Linked DNA regions of Cricetulus griseus: region 2 is linked to region 1. A link is a contact called in public Hi-C data. All regions are on one chromosome and are shown on one strand. The core of a region is the stretch at or near the end of the contact, and the rest is flanking DNA. Distances in the headings are between cores, read along the strand shown.

The links. Hi-C and Micro-C count contacts between places; a contact is called where the count stands out from the background.
Region 2: a Hi-C map of the CHL-YN cell line shows a contact between it and region 1, with 6 times the contacts expected there. The contact joins two enhancer-like sites. A contact is called at or near these places in 4 of 8 Hi-C or Micro-C datasets (the CHL-YN cell line, the CHO-K1 cell line and liver).

What each region holds. Positions count from the first base shown.
Region 1 is chr4:134,633,991-134,640,583 of CriGri-PICRH-1.0, reverse strand. Spc24 (kinetochore protein Spc24) reads left to right here. Exons shown (of 5, transcript XM_027411571.2): 3 at 354-458; 4 at 559-635; 5 at 2,105-2,302. The coding sequence ends at 2,211. Among named protein-coding and RNA genes, the nearest start is that of Spc24, 6.4 kb to the left of the region's middle. Within about 2 kb of position 3,808, at least 4 of the 6 cell types and tissues checked have open chromatin away from gene starts, as enhancers often do.
Region 2 is chr4:134,756,990-134,763,582 of CriGri-PICRH-1.0, reverse strand. The region is part of intron 1 of Tspan16 (tetraspanin-16); the gene reads right to left. Among named protein-coding and RNA genes, the nearest start is that of Tspan16, 22 kb to the right of the region's middle. Within about 2 kb of position 4,267, at least 1 of the 6 cell types and tissues checked has open chromatin away from gene starts, as enhancers often do.

The DNA of each region.
Region 1 (6,593 bases), core at 2,559-5,058:
CAGGGCCTCTGGAAGAGCAGCCAGTGCTCTTAACCCCTGAGCCATCTCCCCAGCCCCCCAGCCTCTGATATCCTTAGCTGTACCCAGCAGCCTCCCTCGAGTACCCTTGGATCGTGTTAGGATGCTGCTCAGTGCTGGAGCCTCTGCCCAGAATCCCCCAGTGAGGGGCTGGGATGTGCTCTGCTGGAGTCTGCCTAGCATGTGTCAGGTCTTGGCTTTCATCCCTGAAATGAAAGGCAACACTGAAAGGCAAAATAGGAAGAAAATGCTCAAGCGCCAGGTGCTCCGGCTAGGTATATGGCAAGGTGATTTTCCTTAGTCTTCCCTGAGCCTGGGCCTTAACTGACCTGCACTCAGCTGACCACAGAGCTGCAGGAGCTCAGGGAGATGGAGGCGGATCTCCAGCAACAGGAGAGAGAAGTGGATGAGGACACCACCATCACCATCCCCTCTGCAGTGTAGGTTCTTCGGGCTGGGCCTGGTGCTCCGCCCTGTGGCATGATTGAAGTTAATGCTGTGGTAACTGTCTTCTCCACTCTTTCCCCTCGTTCTGTCTAGGTACGTGGCACACCTCTATCACCAGATTAGTAAAATAGAATGGGATTATGAATGCGAGCCAGGGACGATCAAGGGCAGTATCCTTTAAGAAGTCACTGCAGGGTGGAATGAAGCAGCAGCTGAGAAAACTGGCACATCCTCACGTTAGAAACAGTCAGCGGGCATGGTGGGGCACTTGGGAGGCAGAGACCGGGATCTCTCTGGAGTTCTGGGACAGCCAGGGTTACACAGAGAAACCCTGTGTCAAGCAACAAACCATAAACACAGGCTCCAGCAAGGGCATTTCTGGGGATGTGCTCCAAAGAGTTGAAGGGGACTCTTGAGATGGTGACACACCTTATCTACATCCAAATGTAGAAGCCATTCTGTCTCAACAGATAAACGGGGAAAGCGAATGCAGTTTATCTCAGATAATATTTGGCTTTGGGGGCTGGAGAGGTGGCTCAGCAGTTAAGAGCACTGGCTGCTCTTCTAGAGGACCTGGGTTCATTTCCCAGCACCCACATAGCAGCTCACAACTGTAACTCCAGTTCCAGAGAATCCAACACTCTCATACAGACATAAATACAGGCAAAACACCAAAATGCACATAAAATAATAAGTAAATTGTTTTAAAAAATAGTATTTAGCTTTTAAAAGATGGGGGTAGGTTAGACAGAAGACATGTGATAGAATGCTTGCTTAGCATATGGGTTCCATCCCCAGCAGTGGGGTGACTTAGAACTTGCTCTCTACTCCAGATTGGCTACAAGTCTGTGGTGAACACTCCATTTCTACCTCTCAAGTGCTAGGATTGTAGGTGTATACCATTACACCCAGCAAAAATGTCATTCTTGTTTTGGTTTTGTTTTGTTTTCCAAGACAGGGTTTCTCCATGTAACAGTCCTGGCTATCCTGGAACTCAATCTGAGGCTGGCCTCAAATGCACTGAGATCTGCCTGCCTCTGCCTCCCTAGTGCTGGGATTAAAGGTGTGTGACTCTGCCAGGCAAATATACCATTCTTAGTTAAAAAGAAATTAGGAAAAACCAGGCATGGTAGCGCGTGCCTTTAATCCCAGGACTCGGGAGGCAGAGGCAGGTGGATCTCTGTGAGTTTGAGGCCAACCTAGTCTACAGAGTGAGTTCCAGGACAGCCAGAGCTACACAGAGAAACCCTGTCTCAAAAGGAAAAAAAGGATCAGTGAGTAAAGGCCCATGCCACCAACGCAGATGACCAAAATCCAATCCCTGGGACCCACTGATGGAAGGAGAACAGCAACTACAAGTTGTTCTCTGACCTCAACAGGTGCGCTGTAGCGTGTTTGCACCCGTACATTCACAGAAACATGTTTTAAACATAAAAAGAAATTAGCCTGGTGTAATGTCAAATACCTGTAATCACAGCACTCAGGAAACTGAGACAGAAGGAATTGCCACAAGTTCAAGGTCAGCCTGGACTAAGATAGTGAGAGCCATCTCAAAGCAACAGGATATGAACCAAAAGACTGCTTTCACTGGACACGGGAGGACCATTTTTTTTTTTTTTTCCTTTCATTGAGCCCTCAGTCCACCATGGCCCCACTGTGGCCCTGCCTATCCACTTGGACAGCGCACAGCTCTCACAGAAGTTCATCAGCGACTACCTCTGGAGCCTGGTGGACACTGCGTGGTAGCCAGAGCCTTGACCTCTTACCTTGCACAGAACTGGGGATATGGGGGCCTAGCGGGGGATCACTCTAAAATTAAAAATCTATATGTAAATGACTTCATGTATTATCTACTTATCTTGAGACTGTGTCTCATGGAGCCCAGCCTGACCTGGAACTTTTTTAAAATTACTTTTTTGTTTGTTTTTCGAGACAGGGTTTCTCTGTGTAGCTTTGGAACCTATCCTGGCACTCGCTCTGGAAACCAGGCTGGCCTCAAATTCACAGAGATCCACCTGCCTCTGCCTCCCGAGTGCTGGGATTAAAGGTATGTGCCACCAATGCCCGGCCTTAAAATTACATTTTTAAAAATTATATTTCCTGAAAGAATGTTTTGCTTATATGTATGTGTGTTAGCCATGTGTTCCAGTGGAGGTCAGAAGAAAGCATTGGAACCCCTGAATATAAGTGGCTGTGAGTTGCCATTTGAGTGCCGGGAATTGAACCTGGGTCCTCTGGAAGAGCAGCCACACCATGCTCCTGACAACAGAGCCATTTCTCCAGCCCCTCCCACCTTACCTTTTGAGGCACTGAGTTTCCACGCAGCTGCCACACTAGCCATTTTGCCTGAGTTTTATTTCACCTCAGGTGCTTAAGCCATCTCAGCTCACCCTCCCTTATTTTTCTGAGGTCCTCATGCCAGGCCCAAGCCCATCATTGGAAGATTCTAGGCTTGTGTTCAAGTCTTGAACCACATACAGAGCCAGGTCACCCCACCCCCACCCCAGTGACATCTGGGTAATGTTTTAGGGTTTGGGCACACTATAGGACCCTTAGCACCACCTCTGATGTCCACTCACTGGATTCCAGTGGCACCCCAACAACAGGAAGTGGCCATGGCTCTATGTCCCTGGGGAAGTTACAGTGTCTGTGAGACTAACACTAGTCCCACATTGCTGGCTGAGTCACTGCTGTGGACTTGGGCTTTCCATGTGAGGGTAGAGAACTCACCCAGTCCAGGCCTCCTTACTCTGGTTGTACATGCTGACCTGACCTGCAGATACTAAGGGAGAAAGTAGCCACGGAGTAAAGGTGCTGGCCACCAAGTCTGATGGTCTGAATTCAAACCCATGGGCAGAGGCCCATATTTGCCTCTGCCTCAACAGCTAAGGTCACTGGCTGCTCTTCCAGGGAACCTGGGTTCAATTCATTGCACCCACAGTGCAGCTCACAACTCTAATTCCAGTTCAGGGGATTGGATGCCTCCTGACTTCCTCAGGCACTAGGCACACACAGTGCAGACATACATGCAAGCAAAACACTCATAAGATGCATAAATCTTCAGAAAAGGAAAAAGATGGAGCAGGGCAGCAGGAACCACAGATGAGGCTTGGCCCTGGCCCCCTGTGGAAAGGAGCTGCTTTGCTTTGCACTGGAAGGGCCAGTGCCTGCTGCTTGAACCCCTAACCCTCTAGTACAGGAGAATTTACACCCACCTCACTCCCTTCACTGGAGCACACCAGGGGCTGACTCCAGGGGGCCAGTGAGTATGGCCCAGGGCCCTGGAGAGGCCCCAGCTCTTCATGCCTGGCCTCTGAGTCACTGCCCAGCACTGGCTTCCTGCCGAGGACATCCTGGGGCCAGGCTACAGCTGCCTGTCCAAACTCCCACCCACAGTCTGGCTTGTTCCTTCAAGGGAGCTAGCCACCCTAGTGGCCAGCAGCTCTCATACTCAAGACCAGCCAGAGGGAGGGGTAACACTGAAGTAACCACAGATAGAATGGAGTCTCAGACCAAACAGACTTTGCCCCAGTGCCATCTTGAGTCCAGTATACAGATGAGGGAAATAAGCACAGTTCCATCTGGCCATTTCCCTCAAGTCCCAAGATATATGAAGTCCGGAGACTGAACCATTCCCCTGGGCTCCCAGCCAATGGGCCCTAAAGCTAGGTGCCCCCAGGGTGCATAGTGTCTTCCTTTGAGCTGTCAGGGGTGAGGTGGTTTGTCAGGACAATGGAAAGGGCATCCAACAACAGTGACCTAGCCCCTTTAGTCTTTCTACCCTCCCCATGTGTCTGGGGTCAGCTGTGGTCAGTCAGAGTTATTTCCACTAGGCAGGCTCATGAAGCACAAAGGATGCTTAGACATGGGAAGTAAGCATGAGGCTAGATTTGAACCCAGGGCAGCCAAATTTGAAGGATCGGTCTCCTCAGGACTCAGGAGATGCCCTGCCGTGGGGGACAGAGGACCAGTTGTGGGTTATGGACATGACCACACGTAGGGACTGAAGTCTCCACCTGTCACCTGCCTTTTTGGAGCTAGTATCTCCTCGCCTTGGCCTCTGGCCTCCTAGTAGAGCCCCTTTTACTGTGTGTGTGTGTGGGGAGACAGTATGCGAGGAGATGGGTGCAGGCCACAGAGGGCATGTACGCATATGGAGGAAAGGGAGTCAGTCTCCCACCTTTACAAAGATTCCAGGGACCAACCTCTGATCGCCAGGCTCGCATGGCAAGTGCCCTTACCTGCTGAGCCCTTGCTATTGAGGTACTGGGAATGGACTCTAGGGCTTCATTTAGGCTGGACATGCGCTGTACCACTGAGGCCTTACCCAGGCCAGTCCCCTGCTGGTTGAATGTCCTGCCTGGTGGTTCTGCAGCAGCTGCACTTTCTTAAAATACTGTTATGTGAGCCGGGCGTTGGTGGCAAATGCCTTTAATCCCAGCACTCGGGTGGCAGAGGCAGGCAGATCTCTGAGTTCGAGGCCAGCCTGGTCTCCAGAGCGGGTGCCAGGATAGACTCCAAAGCTACACAGAGAAACCCTGTCTCAAAAAAAACCAAAAAAAAACAAAAAAAAAACCACCATCACCAACAGAAAACGTATGTGGCAGGAGCTATCCAAGAACACCTGGCAGCAGTTATCTGGGAAAGGAAACTAAACCCTGGCCCCCAGGCCAGGATCGATTTGTCTCAGGTTTCACACCAGGTGGGCACCAGACTCTCCAACTAGGAGTGAGGTCATTACACCTGGTGATAATGAATTGAAGGGTTATAATGTGGGAAAGTAGGACTCTAAAGGGCTAGGAGGAGTGTCCATTGCGCACAGGGGTCGAGGGTGGAAGGGAAGAGATGCAGAGATGAAGATCAGGATAACTCAGGTGTGCAAAGAGAACACAAGCACACACAAAGGGCAGACGCCAAGCCGCCTCAGAAGGCTCCTGGGTCAAGCCTGGCTCGCAGGCCACAAATGGAGGGACAATTTTCCAGATTCCCAGTGGCTTGTGCCAAGTAAGGGGCTGATTAATTAAGCCCCAAGTTTTTCCCACACCCCTTCCCCCCAAGGCAGCAAGGCCAAAGGGAGGGTCAGGAGAGCAGGGAGAGAGTTCCTCCTCCAGGGCAGGAAGCAGTTGTCAGGAGTGTCAGACAAGACACAGAAGTCTCAGGAAACTTTCCCCAGGCTAAGTGGGGGTGATGTGGCCTGAGAACTTCATCTCAGAAAACCACAGGGGGGAGATGGAGTGGTACTGGAGTTAAGGGAATGCTGGCTGCACAGTACAGCACCCTCCCACTGCCTCCGTCCTGCAGGCTGGGACTTACTCAGTCTTGGGCTCCAAACTGGTTCACCACAGATATCTGTGGTCTGAGATACTATGAGTTGGAAGGGGTACCAGCCTAGGGGTGGTGACCAGCAGAGAACAGCAGTTGGTGTGTCAGGACTGGCTCCTGTCCTGGACAGAACTGAGTCCATAGAGTCATGCTGGGCAACACCACCGCTTGCCCTCCCTGGGTCAGATGATTGCTGTACATATTGGGGTACACATCCAGGTCTTTCATTGATCCCCATTCTGAGGCCAGAGAACTGCAGGCAGAGAAGACAGGAAACCAGATAAGGGAACCCTGTCCTCAAGAACCTCCCATTCCCCTTGTTAGGCAGCCATTTCACCACTGAGTTAAACTCTAGCTCCTTAGTGCATGTTGGTAAGTGAGGTATTTGTTTTTGAAAGAGTCATGGACCCCAGGCAGGCCTCAAATTTAACCTTGAACTCCTGATTTTCTGCCTCCACCTCCCCAGTGGCAGGATGGAAGGCATGGGTGATCAGATCACCCTTGGCCTTGCAAGGCCTTGCAAGGCCTTGAACAGAAAAAACCTGGAGCTGCCGGGCGGCAGTGGCACTCGCCTTTAATCCCAAGCACTCAGGAGGCTGGCCAGCCTGGTCCACAGAGTGAGAGCTGGGAGTTCACAGAGAAACCCTATCTGAGGCACTGAGGTGTGGGGGTGGGGAGTGAGACCATCACCTTCCGTGTGCAGTGCCCCATTGTAGCCCCAATCCTGCTCTACAGTTTGTCAAATCCCAGGCCACTGAAGCTCCATTATCCTGTTTGCCACACAAGTGAGCGTCATTTGAAGTAGT
Region 2 (6,593 bases), core at 3,018-5,517, 120 kb before region 1:
CTGGTTGTCCTGGAACTCTCTGTAGACCAGGCTGGTCTCAAACTCAGAGGTTCACCAGTCACTGTCTCTCGAGTGCTGGGATTAGAGGCAAATGTCATGCCTGGCTATGTAATTTTCTTCAAAGTCCAAACTAATTTCTTTTTTTCATTTTCTCTCCTTCCTTCCTTCCTTCCTTCCTTCCTCTTTCTTTTTCTTTCTTTCTTTCTTTCTTTCTTTCTTTCTTCATCCTCTTTTTTAAACAGGTCTCACTACATACCCTTCACTGCCCTGGAACTTCCTTACGTAGAGATGGGAAGAGGATGTTGGATCACCTTGTGAAGTGAGCCAAACAAGGCATGCTGGCTCATGCACACCTTCAATCCAAAAACTCTGGAGGCAGAGGTAGATGGGTCCTTGTGAGTTCAAAGCCAGCCTGGTCCACATAGTAAGACAGCCAGGGCTATATAGGGAGACCCAGTCTCAAAAACAAAGAAACTTTGTGCCTGGGAAAGTCACAGGCCCCAGGGAGGACATATACTACTGTCGTTTGTTGGCCAGGCATGGCATCAAACTGCCTTCTAAAAATTATGTTTCTGTCCATAGATTAATGCTCTTCCACTTTGGTCGGGGAAGCTACTGTCTATAGGAAGTGACCGGGTAATGCAGGAACTTATGATTAATCAAGGTGCTGAGAATACGTGACTGAGTGCTAAGCCCTAAAGGACATCTGTGTCACTTGTTCCTCAGAGAACCTCACAGGAGAAAGGGTGGGAAGACAGAAGAGCTGGAGGATATGGGGAGGGCCTTGAAGGGCAGTCTTCTGACATGACCTGGTTGTCACACCCATGAGCCCAGGTCAGCAGAAGTTACCTGCTGAAATGGGGCCGTTGACATTCCTCCTCGGATAACTGAGGGTTCAGAGGGCCCCACACTTGCTAGAAGAGCTATAGACAGGTAAAGGTTGCTACAGGAGAGAAGTCATAGTCCTCAGTGGTTTGGCTGCTGGGACATGGCCTTCCTGGAGTAAGTAACCAAGCATCGATGTGCACACGGGCAACACTGATTAATGCAGAGGCTTCACAACTATTTTTTTTTTTTTTTGGTTTTTCAAGACAGGGTTTCTTTTTGTAGCATTGGAGCCTGTCCTGGAACTCTCGCTGTAGGACAGGCTAGATTCGAACTCACAGAGATCCACCTGCCTTTACCTCCCAAGTGCTGGGACTAAAGGCATGCACCACCAGGCTCAAAAACTTATGTGAAAAAAAAATCCTTAAAAAGAGAGAAAGGAGGGTCTGGGGAGCAGCCTCAGAAGTTAAGAGCACTTTCTGCTCTTACAGAGGACCTGGGTCGAATTCCCTTCACCCACATGGAGGCCATCCGGAAATCTAGGTCCAGCTCCAGGGAATGTGACACTCCTCTCACCTCTCCAGGCATCGGACACAGGTACACATACTCACACATAGACACATAATGAAAAAAAAAGAATCTTCAAAAGACTGTGTGAAGGGACAAAAGGTGTGTGGGAGTGGCTAGAGAGCCAGCTCAGAGGTTAAGAGCAAGTGCAGCCCTTGCATTGGACTAGAGTCAGTTCCTGGATCTCACATCAGATAGTTTTTAGCCACCTGTAACTCCAGCTGCAGAGGATCGATGCCTCCGGCCTTAAACACACATACACATGATTAAAATGATAAAATAAATTTTTTTTTTTTTTTTTAGATTTATTTATTATGTACCATGTTCTGCCTGTGTGTATGTATGCCTGCAAGCCAGAAGAGGGCAGCAGATCTCGTTATGGTTGGTTGTGAGCCATCATGTGGTTGCTAGGAATTAAATTCAGGACCTCTGGAAGAGCAGTGAGTGCTCTTAACTCCTGAGCCATCTTTCCAGCCTGATAAAATAAATCTTAAAACAAAAGAACCATCTGTCCAACTTTACTGAGATAAAACACTGTGACCAAAAACAACTTGGAGAAGAAAAGATTACTGTCAGCTTACAGCTGACAGTCCATCCCTGAGGGAAGCCAAGGCTGGAACCTGGAGGCAGGTGCTGAAGCAGATGCCAAGGACTGCTGCTTGCTGGCTTGCTCTCTCTGTGACCTGCTCGGCCTACTTTCTCACAGTACCCAGGACCACCTGCTCAGGGTGGCACTGCCCACAGTACATTGGGCCCTCCCATATCAGTTATTGACCAAGAAAATACCTCCACAGACATCACCATAGGCCATTCTGAAGAAGGCCATAATTCCTCAACTGCAGGACCCTCTTCCCAGATGACTTCAGCTTGTGTCAAGGTGACAAAAATTAAAACAGAACAAAGAGACAAACAACACCACACTATCTTAGTTTTTCAAACTCAACCGTTTTTTCTAATGTGGGGTTGATTTGTCTGCTTTTGCTTTTGAGACAGCATCTCATGTAGCTCCTGAATGCAGTGTGCACCTCTATGTCTGGTTTATGTTGTGCTAGGGATAGAACACAGGGCCTCTTGCAAGCTGGGAAGGCTCTACCCACATCCCCAGCCTTTCAAACTCCTTTCCAAGGGATTTGATGGAAAACTACACCTTTTCCATCCCTGATCCAGGCTCCCCAGTTGTATCCGTTTGTGCTATATCTCCACACTGGGTTGCATGGTACCTCCTACACATTTATTTCCAACATGAATCACTCCTCATCAATCTGTCCTACATCTCTCCAGCCTCCCTCCGGGAGCACAGATCCGGAAGGCAATTTAGATCAACTTATTTCTGTCTTCCAGGGAGAGGGCCATGAAGGGAGGCTGCCAAGTCTCCAGGGCCTGGATTGTGACATACTTACAGCCGTGAAGCCATTGACTAAAGACAACAGTTTCTTCAAGAAAGAGTATGCCATGTGTATTTCAGTCGTGATGTGCAGACCTGGGTACCCTGGATGTTGAAGTCAGCATCTTCCCTGAACCTCTGGGTGCTGAGACCCAGAATGTCTTGCAAGGGACACTCAAGCTGACTTGCTCTGCTTTCTGACTGCCTGCTGACTTCCCTGGGATACTTGGCTCAGCCCTCAACCTTTATCACATCATAATAGGAAACTAGCTGGACTTGGTGGCACACACCTTTAATCCCAGCACAAACAAACACCCCACAAGGGTAGGATCCCAGCATCTACCCCAGTGGCTTGCGACCACCTGGAGCTCCAGTTCCGTGGAGTTTGATGCCGGCTTCTGGCCTCTGAATTCATACGGCAGACAGCTCACATGGATACACATGCAGAAAAATAAAAATATAAAAAAACCTTATAAAGGGGCCAGAGAGATGACTCAGTGGTTAAGAGCACTAGACACTCTTCCAGAGGAGCCAGGTTCAATTCTCAGCACCCATGTGGCAGGGGATCTAACACCTTCACACTAATCCACATAAAATCAGGTTTAAAATTAATTTTAAAAAAGCCTAACAAAACAGTAGGCAGCTGGGGAGGTTGACGGTAGTAGGAAAACTCTACTCAGCTCTTTCTCCAAACAAGCCACGCTGAACAGTGAAGGCAATAAGCCTCCTATATGCCACCAAGGGCAGCAGAACCACCAGGGCCCCCAGGCAAAGTACTCTGTACTTACCATTTGAACGACTGACATCCACTGCCCCTAAATCCTGGCCCAGTAGTTGCTCACTAAACCAGGGCAGAATGATTAAGAAAGGGGCTTTGAAGCCACACATTTTGTTTTGTTGTTTTTTAATTTAATAAATTTTAGCTTGTATGATATGTATGTACTTACCTTCATTTTGTGTGTGTGAGGTTTTGCCTATGCTGTGTATGTGTGCTGCCTACAGAGCCAGAGGCATTTGGTGCCCTGAGACTAGAGTCACATATGGTCATGAGCCACAATGTGGTGCTGGTCATCAAGGTTAGTGGCGAGTACATTTATCCACTGAGTGTCTTGTCAGCCAAAATACTGGATTTTTTTATGTATTTTTCTGAGGGTTGAACTCAGGTCCTCAAGGTTCTCCTCATTCTTTTGTATTTTTGAGCGTTTCATGTAGCCCAGGTTAACCTCGAAGTAGCTATGTAGCGAGAATCGTGTACTTTTTTTTGGTGTGTGTGACAGGGTCTCTCTATGTATTCCAGGTGGCCTGGAAGTCACTACAGAGACCAGGCTGGCTTTGTATTCACAGAGATGCATCCACCTGCCTGTGCACCCCCACAGGGGCTTCACCCTTTGAAGCAGTGCGCTGCCTCCCCCGCGTGGCTGGTGGAGGAATATGTTTCTTCCACAAAGAATTCTGAGCCACTGTCAGCTGCTGAATTCGTAGGATTTTGAGCTTAAAGGATGATTTCCTTAAACTGCAAAATTACACCGGCCTGATGGAGCCGAGGCGAGGGTGAATTCTGGATCTATCCCCTGGTGGTCGCTAGAGGGCGCTACGGCCACAGAAAACAATTGACGCGTCTCCGCGCCCACGTCCTTAGGGTACACAAGCGTGCTTCCCGTCTGGGTGAGGCCCTCCAAACTGTCACCTCGTGCCAGGTGCGCCGGGCAACAGTCAATGCGCCGTGTTGCCCTGGCACACGCTGGCTGAGGGCTCCGTGTCCCCACTGATTCAGTGAGTCCTCTCCTCTTCTCTTCCCTCCCCACTTCTCCTCTTCTCTCCTCTTTAAGATAGATCTCTTGTAACCCAGGCTGTCCTCAAACTCCATGTAGCCGAGGATGACTTTGAAATTCTGGCTTATTAACTCTGTGTGGAAGCAAGGCTGTGGGAGTCTTCCACAAACCCGGCTCCAGCTGGCCATGTAGCCAAGGATGGCCTTGGACTCTTTGCTGTTTTTGTTTCCTTTTCTTCCTCTCTCTCTCTCTCTCCTCTCTCTCTCTCTCTCTCTCTCTCTCTCTCTCTCTCTCTCTCTCTCTCTCTCTTTTGCTCGCTCGCTCTCGCTCTCTTTATAATAATTATTATATTTTATTATTAATATTATAAATTATTATTATTATTATTATTATTATTATTATTATTATTGAGACAGGGTTTCTCTATGTAGCCCTGGCTGTCCTGAAACTCACTATGTAGACCAGGCTGACCTCAAGATCTGCCTGCTTCTGCCTCCCAAGTGCTGAGATTAAGGGCGTGTGCCACCACCGCACCAAGTTTTCTTTTACTTTTTGAGATTATGATTAGATTTCTCCCTTCCCTTTCCTCCCTCCAAATCTTCACATATAACCCTCCCCTCTCTCTTTCAAATCCATGGCCTCTCTTTTCATTAGTCATTGTTGCATACATATATGCATACCTACGTACATATACACTCTTCATGCTACCTGCCCAGGCTGTATGTTACTTGTATGTATGTTTTCAGGACCATCCGCTTGGTACTGCATAACCAAAGGGCATTCTCTTCCCTGGGGGAGGCTGTTTCTCCCCCCTCAGAATTCTTTAGTTGCCTGACTTCTTTGTGTAGGGTTGAGGACTCCTGGGCCTTTCCCTGTCCACTTTGAGACATCTATTGTTTAGTTCACATTTAGGTAGTCATATTGGTGATACATTATGGGCGCAGCTTCTGATATTTCTAGAAGACAAATCTCATAGTAAACCCCCTGGACCTCTGGCTCTGCCAGTCTCTAAAAAGTTCACTAAGCCTTAGACTCAAGGATGCTTTATAACTGTATCCATTGGGCCTGGGCTCCTCCACTCTGCACTGTGGTTGTTTGTTTTGTAGTGGTCTCCATCTGTTCCAAAGAGAAGTTTCCTTGATGAGGGGTGAGCACTAAGATTTGGTGGTAGGTGCCTCAGATGGCTTTGGGGGGGGTTGTTGTTGGTTTTTTTGGTTTTTTTGTTTGTTTGTTTTGTATTTCAAGACAGGGTTTGACTGTGTATCCCTGGCTATTCTAGAACAAACTCTGTAGACCAGGCTGGCCTCAAACTTACATAGAGCCACCTGTCTCTGCTTCCCTAGTGCAGATCAAAGGGGTGCCCCACCACCACCCAGGGCCTTTTTATTGTACAATTTATCTTATTTTAAATGTACAAGTGTTTTGTCTGTATGTATGTCTGTGTACTATATGTGTGCCTGGTGCCCTGGAGATCAGAAAAGAGAATTAGATCTCGTAGAATTCGAGATGTGAACTATTATGAGCCACCATGTAGGTGCTGGGAACCAAACCCAGGGCCTCTGTAAGAGAAACAAGTGCTCTTAACCACTGCTCCAAACTTCACCTTAAACTCTGTTTTGTTTTTTGTCTTTCGAGACAGGGTTTCTCTGTGTAGACCAGGCTGGCCTTGAACTCACAGAGATCCGCCTGCCTCTGCCTCCTGAGTGTTGGGATTAAAGGTGTGAGCCACCACTGCCGGGCACCTTTTCTCTTTTTTAAACATCTGATTTGTCATAGTGACAAAAAACTGACTAACACAGTTACCAGCCATTAGTCTAAGAACTTTATATGTCAATCCATGCTTAAATGCTTTTACTAGTAACGATTAACTATGCTTGACAATGGGATTCAGTATAAAGTCATAAATGTGCTGGTGGATTTGCTGTCACAGTGGACTAGGTGCTACCCTTATTCCTTCTTCACAGATGAGGTGACTGAGGTGTGAAGGTGAAGACATCTGCCTAACACTAAACAGAGCTTTGAAAAAATCTATCCATCTCTATTTC